2 separate regions of the Triticum aestivum genome follow, and region 2 is linked to region 1. A link is a contact called in public Hi-C data. All regions are on one chromosome and are shown on one strand. Each heading gives the region's core, a stretch centred on a gene start, on an enhancer-like site or on the middle of the called end of the contact. The rest is flanking DNA. Distances are from core to core; before and after follow the strand shown. Region 1 holds the start of LOC123169649. Region 2 holds the start of LOC123181919.

Region 1 (3,999 bases), core at 975-3,474:
GGCCCTTCCCACTTATATGATGGGGATCTTTAAATTACCCTCTTCGGTGTGCGATGAACTTACCAGAATGGTAAGAGCCTTTTATTGGGGAGCTGAGAAGGGGAAGAGGAAAGTGCACTGGCGGGCATGGGATAATCGATGCATCCAAAGAGTAAAGGAGGTGCTGGTTTTAGAGATTTAAGAATTTTTAACCAAGCACTATTAGCTAGGCAAGCATGGAGATTAATTACAAAGCCTGACAGTCTGTGCGCACTAGTGTTAAAAGCAAGATACTATCTAGATGGTAAACTTGAGGATACCGTTTTCGCCGGAAATGCTTCTTCTTCTTGGCAAGCTATTAGCTACGGTCTTGAACTCTTGAAGAAGGGTCTAATTTGGAGAGTTGGGAATGGAAGAAATATACGCGTTTGACGTGACAATTGGATACCCCGACCCTTCTCCTATAAACCATTCACTTTACAAGGGAGGTGCAGAATTCGCTTCGTCTCAGATTTGCTTAATGAGAATGGTTCATGGAAGGTTGGCTTGTTACAGGAATTCTTTATGCCAGCGGATGTTGTGGAGATCAGGGCATCGCCAAGACAGGAGGATGGTACGTTGGTGTGGGGCCCTGGCAAGTTTGGCGCCTTTTCAGTGAGGAGTGCGTACCAGTTCGGCTTTGAGAAAGCTCACAGAAGCACTTCGACGGGCTCCAGCTCACGTCCAGATGGGCGTCGGGACTGCTGGAAATTTATATGGTCGACTGATGTTCCTCCCTCAGTTCGTAATTTCGCATGGCGGGTCGCTACAAACTCTCTGCCTACATGGAGTAACAAGCATACAAGAGGGCTGGAAACTAGTGATTTGTGCCCTGTGTGTTCGATAGAGTCTGAGGACTGCTTCCATGCACTATGTCGCTGCACCCTTTCCAGAGTTCTCTGCGATGCTATGGCAGAAGTATGGACTCTTCCGAATATTACTACCGTGCAGAATACAGGTGTCGAGTGGCTACTGCACGCTCTTGCTCCTCTGCCAGATATTGAGCGTTCGATGCTTCTCATGACATTGTGGAGGGTGTGGCACATACGCAATGAGATTGTCCATAATAAATCCCCGCCACCCATGGAGGCTTCTCAAAGGTTCTTGATGAGCTACTTGGATTCTCTAATTGGCATTAAAACTGATCTAATTGCTGATCCTAGCAAAGGGAAGTCAATCATAACATATATTCCAGTTCGGCCAGATGCGGTAATGATCGTAGCAGACCCCAAGTGGTCTGCTCCTAAGCCCTGCTAGGTTAAGTTGTGTACTGATGGTTCATTTGCTGTTGATGGATCGGCTGGTGCCAGAATGGTGTTAAGAGACGACAAGGGAGCCATCATCTTTTCTTCCTGTAGGCAATTATTTTCTTGCCAGGATGCACTTGAAGCTGAATTATGTGCATGCATGGAAGGTTTATCTTTCTCCATCTAGAGAAGCGAGTTACCAGTGCAGATCGACATGGATTCTATAATTGCAGTGAAATTGATCCAGGCTTCACAGGTTGACAGATCGGTATATTCGTCCATCATCAAGGAGATTAGATATCTTATGTCTCTACGTGAAAATTGTATTACTCATGTAAGTCATAGCCAAAATAAAGTTAGTGATAGCTTTGCTAAATTTGTTCGTAGTGAGGATAGAACCATGACTTGGTTAGGTTCTAGTCTTCCTGAGGCTTTGGAACTAGCTGCGATTGATTGTAAGGACTTTGGTGGATGAGTAATACAAATTTCTACCCGCAAAAAAAAAATGTGGTCTACTCTGCGGCTCTGAGCTAAGTGATGGCCAACTCCAAACGAGCACGACGAGAAGGGAATTAAGCGCCGTGCCGCTGCCGCGAGGGGACTCGTCATCTTTCACCGTGCCGGGAAAGGAGTGTAGGATTGGCCCCATCATCGGCCACGCTGGAATCTGGATCACCTTTGCAATCTGGAGGCGGAGCCGTTCCATCGTTCCATCTCCAATCCAAACAGATATCTGTTCCGTTCGGGTCAGAGTAGTTATCCTTCCACAAAACTGAAAACCGCTCGGGTCAGAGCTGCTCTGCTTTCGCCCGGGACAGCCGCACCGGCCAACAACGCATCCCCACCGTCCGATCAGAATCCTGGCGCCGGGCGCGACCCCAAGAGCTCCCAGATCCAACGGCCCCCGCCCGCGCGCGCGCGCCTCGTCGTCGTCTGCAGCAGCCCGCGTCGCGTGCCACCCCCGAACCACATCGCGGCAAAACAGAACAGAACCGAACAGGAATCGCTCTCCTGCTCGGATTAAAGCCGGACCCCTCTCCCAAGATCGCCCGCCCCATCAAATCCCTCTTCCCAAAGCCCTCCCAGCAGAGCAGCCAGCGCCCGCCCCGAGACCCCAGCTAACCAATCCAGCCACCACGGGCGCCTTTCCGTCTTTCCCCGCCGGCAACGGCATGGACCCAAGCCGCAAGCACGGCGCCACGGGCGCCTCCTCCTCGTCTTCGTCCGCCGGCGACGCCGACGGCACGCACCCTGGCTGCAAGTACGAGGTCCGCTCGCCGCCCCCCTCGTGACCTAGCGTGTTCGATCGCCTTTGCATGTTCGGTATGGATACGAGTTCGATCCTAACGAGTTCGATGGTCCTTCGCGCGCGTTGCAGGAGGAGGCGAGGATGACGGGGGACGCGCTCCTCGTCCTGGACGGCCTCGTGCAGGTGTTCCCGCAGGTGAGTCCGTGACTGCCAACCCGCGATTGATCTTTTCTTTTCTGCAAGAAACTTCGTAATCGACGCCCGTTGGATTGGTTGTACTTGTACAGCCGATGATTTTTTTACAGTAAAAAAAAACTGCCGACGAGTTCGTCGGTTTAGTTTCACACATTGCTGATCTGTCGAACAAATCGTGACGGGTTCGTCGGTTGTGTTTCACTGAACTGCGTAGGTGTACGCTGCTGATCGTGTGCGTGTATGCCTGCGTTTTTCGTGAATGAACGAAGGGCTGCTCTGCGTTGACACACAGATGCTTAAAAATTATACCAATGCAAAACGTATGGTGTTCTTTTCTTAGTTTGCAGGACATATGTATGTGAACCAATGGCTTTGGTTGATCTGCTTTCACCTTAATTTCATGCCATACGCATGGCACGAAGAAGTGATCTGTTTTTCTCAAACACTAGAGAATTTGATTGAAGTACGCATGCATTTCAATTCTTTCTGCAATATCGTTCTCTAGTCTTGGTGAGAGTTTTTCTGGGTCCGTGATTTTTGTAGTAAAGCCTAGGCAAAACTATTTTTCATTAACCAATTAACAAAACCCAAGTAATGAATGGAATTGTAGATCTTACCACATTTTTTCTATAGAATTGATCAAACCTAAGCAAAAAAAAAAAAACTTGAGCAAGTTTGACTTAAGAGAAACCTAGAACTTCAATTATTTTGGAATGAAGGGACTAGCTGTTAAAAATTATTATAGACCTACGAGAAACCTAGAACTCCAATTATTTTCTATAGAACGGATGGAGTTACTGTATGAAATTGGGAATGCATTTGTTGTTGTTAAAAATTATTATAGACCTGGCACGCCACTTACTAACACACACTGCCACATCCCCACTTTTGACTATGCAGGTTAACTTCTCAACACTGATAGAAGTTTCCATCTCATTCAATGGAGATGCTGATGCAGCAGCAGATTATGTTATCCATAATGTCCTTCCAAATAGTACAGCAGATGACAATAATGCAAGCATGAATGACGATTCAGATATTCATGGTAAGATTTCTTCCTTCCTCATTACTTCTTGTTTTCATCTCAAAACACTTCTTTGTGTTGACAAAATCCTTTCTCAGGGCAGCATCAGGTATTTAGTGACACAAACACTAGTTTCACGATCCCGCCAGTGGATGATGGTACCATTCCAAAATCTGTACAGTTTGATGCTATCAATGAAAATTCTGCTGAACATGGAGAAAACTCCATGGGAGAACAATTGATGCAGTCACCTGCTGCAGCATCAA
Region 2 (3,999 bases), core at 632-3,131, 550 kb before region 1:
TAAGATGTTGTGCCGGCTCGGTATCTCAAAAGTGCTCATAATGGTAGAGTGTGCGTGTGTGAATTTATAGATCTGTGTGTATGTGCATATATGTGGGCATCTATGTTGTACTGCGCTAAAAAATCAGTAGCAAAACACAAAAGGAAAATCAATAATGAACCAAATGAAAAATCAGACACGTGAGGGCTCACGCCACACACCTCAAGTGCACCATAGCAACCCTAGCTTAGCCACTTTAATTATTTTATTATATTATAAGTACTGACAGTCTAGCAGACCACAACTGTTAGGGTGTGCATCTTGTACCATTGCCGCCATTACTGCTTGACGTATAAGGATGACACAACCAGTTTTTGTCTTGTTTATGAAGGAGGTTTGTGTCTTTTCTTTTATCAGCTTCTCAACTCTAGCTCGACTCGAGCGTTGCATTATCTCTATGCTCTTATCATCATTTTTAGCCGTTCTTCCATCGATGATGGTTTCGTTCAACTACAATAAAACCTCAGCTGCATTTCCATCGCTTGTAAAGATGTTTTAGTGTCTTACCTTATAATGCTAACTCCACTTCACTATATATAACTCACGTCCATCGGTGACGTACAGGTCACGGACTCCTTCGAGAATGAGTAGGCCACGAGAGGCGGAGGTGCCTTGTGTCCCATGTGGGCCGGTCTGTCTCCCTTGTTCTACTCTTCCTCGCCGGAGACTGCACCTTCACTTCATCAGCCTTATCGTCGGTGCTCATGGAGACGACAGATGAAGAAGGACACGGGCTTGGACACCGGGCGCCGATGCCGTAGGATAGGTTTAGGGGCGGGCTTTTTTTGTTGTAAATGTTCTAAATGTAATGAAATCCGTCATGTTTGTATAAAATCCGGCCGTGTTTGCATGAATTTCATCCGGTTTGTTGAAAAAATAGTTTGAAATGTATAGCGTTGAATGTTGTCCTCCCGCATCCGTGTACGCTGACTGGTCCCTCTGTTCACGGACGGATGTGGAAAAAAATATTACGGGTTGCCGTTCGAGATGCCCCTAATGACCATAGATAACAAAGATATCATTTTTGTCAAAAGAAAAATATAGCAAAGATGTTTACAACAGGCCCCTGCCTATAACAAGTGAAAGGTTAGGTCAGCAGTTCACCCACCAAAACTCACACGCTAATCTACTCCCACCCGTCTGGCTGTCCTCCAAAGATTAAACTCAGCCAGGATATTACAAACAGGCTAAATTGCAACTTTCCCAGCATTATCGTCGATATCTTGTTCAGTGACGTTGTCTAGCCCAGAATCCACAAACTGCTCTAAAACATCAGTTGAGGACGACGCAATCACTACGACGACGATTCCACGAAACAAACACAACCAGTGTCGGACTCGGCATCAGATGCTTCCCTTCCGACGACCAAGCCTCCGCCACCAGCCGCCGCGCGGCCGTCCCTTCTCTTCCTGGCCCCCAACCAGCGCCGCCGGAGCTGCCGCCGAGCCTCCACCTCCACGGCGCGCTGTTTCCGGCCCCGCTGCTGCAGGACCTTGCCGCACGAGTCGCAGGAGACGAACTCGCCCTCCATCCTGACGCGGCGGAGGCCGCCGCAGTGGCCACACGCCATGAGGGCGCCCGTGGCCGCCACGCACCGCCCGGACATCGTCATCTCTACCACGTACGGAGGCGCGCGCGTCGGGGGCGCCGCTGCTTGGGGGGTCGATCGGCCGGATTCGTCAGCGCATCCTTGTGCTCGATTGCTCGGGTCCCATTTCGTGAATTATGGTAGCGTATATGTAAGGCGAGGCCCCGAACCGAGTCGGATAGGAAACCCGACGCGTTTTAGTTGCCAGGATTGCAGGTATCTTGGCAGCCAAGTTCATTCTTTTCTTATAAAAAAGACCAGAGTGGAAGGAAGGATCGAGAAATAGGAAGAGTAGATCACACGTAACCTAGTATGCAGCGTAGGAAGACCAGCGTTATTTTATCCGGAAAGGGGTGGCGGAAGCAAGGCTATGTCGGTCTGGACTTCACTTCCCACTCGGATCGCTCGTATTTTCCAACAAGCATGAAAATCGCACGCAATATTCTCTCCGGTGCAACGTCTCAACCCCACTTGAAACAGAAACATATACTCCAAAATTAATTAAAAAAAACTTATGCTAACAAAATGTTGTAAAATGCTCGTACATGAGCCGGGATTTTGTTGACTACACCAATAGTCGATTTGAAGTCAGGCACACCGTGTAGGCATTCCACCTTATAATATTCCACGTGCTCGACATTCACAAAGTCTGCGGGACACATCTAATTTATCATTTGCACTAGTTCCAAGTCTATGATTCCCAAATGTCAGTAGTTGCTACTGTCCCAGTGACGAAACTCAACGCTGACATAGTGACATTCATGACAAGGTTCAAATTGCTACTGTTGAAATTTACAGCGAGCAAACTGGTATTTACTCTCACTGGATATAGCAACATCACAACATGCTTTCATGCGTCCCGTCGCTCTATTTATGTGATACATCTACAATTACCTCCTATTTTCCAGCAGAGGTTCGACAAGGTTCACCTGTTTTGATGGGTTTGAATCACCTTCAGTAGCAGGCTTCTTCAAAATTCCAGCAGGCTGTCCAGCCTGCCCTTGCCGGCTCTGCGTTCCCTGCAATGAAAGCTAATTTAACATCTTTTCGCCTTCGCCGAAGATGGACCATCGGAATAGCAATTATTGAGAGAAGGAATAGGGTGAGACACTATCATGTACAATTGTGATTCATGAGTTAATACATGTCAGTAGGAACCTTTCCTACTGTCTTTGAAGGTTAAAAAAAATAGCAATTATCATAGAAGCAAGACTAACGATTATATATATATTTAAGATAGGACTAAATTACAGTCTATTTAGCAAAGAATGTGTTTTATGCGCAACAATATAAGTTCGAGTAAGACTGATTTCTACAGATTTTGGCAATTCCAACTTAACAGTTCATATATCACAAAAGCTTACGAAATAACTTTCACCAAACATTCAGTGTAACCAGGAAAAGAATGCCCAACGAGCATATGGGTAAAGAATGAAAGAAGATTAACATTGCCAACAGAAATTTATATCAAATTTAACTTTGTACGCTATAATTACTTTTGGAAGATGCAGTATTTTGTAGAGGTAGACTCCTAAAGAATCGCCACAACTCAGATGCTAGCTAGAAGCCTATATAGGAAACTGAACTCGAAAGTGAAAACAACGAAAAGACAAAGGATCTACTTTGGGCATTTAACTTCGCCTCAACTCCACCTTTGGTCCTAAACTTAAAAACCATCTGAAACAGACCTTAAACACCAAAACTGTCTGCTTTAGCCCCTTGACCAATTCCGAGGCTGTTTAGAATGGGGATGGTGCATATTGTACAAAAAAAAAGATCAAAAACTGCACAAGAAGACCAAGATTATAGTCATATCTTGTTTCATAAGTATACCGTTTTAGTACTTCTGTTGTTAAAGTGCACATACAATCATATTTCAACCAGTTTCCTACACGTAATAATATTTTACCATGTACTAGTATCAGGATTTGTTTAAAGGCACATGTACTCATATCTAAATGAGAGTAGATGGAGAAGGGAGGAGAGGACCCCCATCAACACTTCCACACATGGTAAGTTAAAAAATGCCACTTACGGAAGCCTTTTGAGCAGTTAATCTTCTAACTGATGGAGCCCTTGCAACTGATGACGCGGCAGCAGCAGCAGCTACCCGGATCCTGCAAGGAATATAATTCATTTTTGTGCATATAATATACTCAGCAGAAGTTGAAGAATGCAGCTTGTAGCAAGCAGTTCCTCTAAAGATGAGACAATACCTTTTATGAACATCAACATATTCGTCGGTTTCATCCACTATCTCTTCCTGCAAAATCAGAAAACTCAAAATGGTGAGAGATTAAAAAGATGTTTGAATCAAAATTACGAACTGCATAAATGCCTCCAATTGGGATGATTATCGTCTTAGGATAGAT

The links. A called contact is a pair of places that touch in the nucleus more often than the background predicts.
Region 2: a Hi-C map of leaf shows a contact between it and region 1, with 2.4 times the contacts expected there. The contact joins the promoter of LOC123181919 here to the promoter of LOC123169649 in region 1.

The regions. Positions count from the first base shown.
Region 1 is chr1D:341,984,876-341,988,874 of IWGSC CS RefSeq v2.1, reverse strand. It overlaps LOC123169649, which reads left to right and starts at 2,224. Exons shown (of 9, transcript XM_044587529.1): 1 at 2,224-2,533; 2 at 2,644-2,709; 3 at 3,610-3,754; 4 at 3,837-3,999. The coding sequence starts at 3,734.
Region 2 is chr1D:342,533,554-342,537,552 of IWGSC CS RefSeq v2.1, reverse strand. LOC123181919 reads right to left here and starts at 1,881. Exons shown (of 1, transcript XM_044594328.1): 1 at 1,056-1,881. The coding sequence starts at 1,651. The coding sequence ends at 1,334. It overlaps LOC123181918 (DUF21 domain-containing protein At4g14240), which reads right to left. Exons shown (of 12, transcript XM_044594326.1): 11 at 3,663-3,890; 12 at 2,216-2,646. The coding sequence ends at 2,518.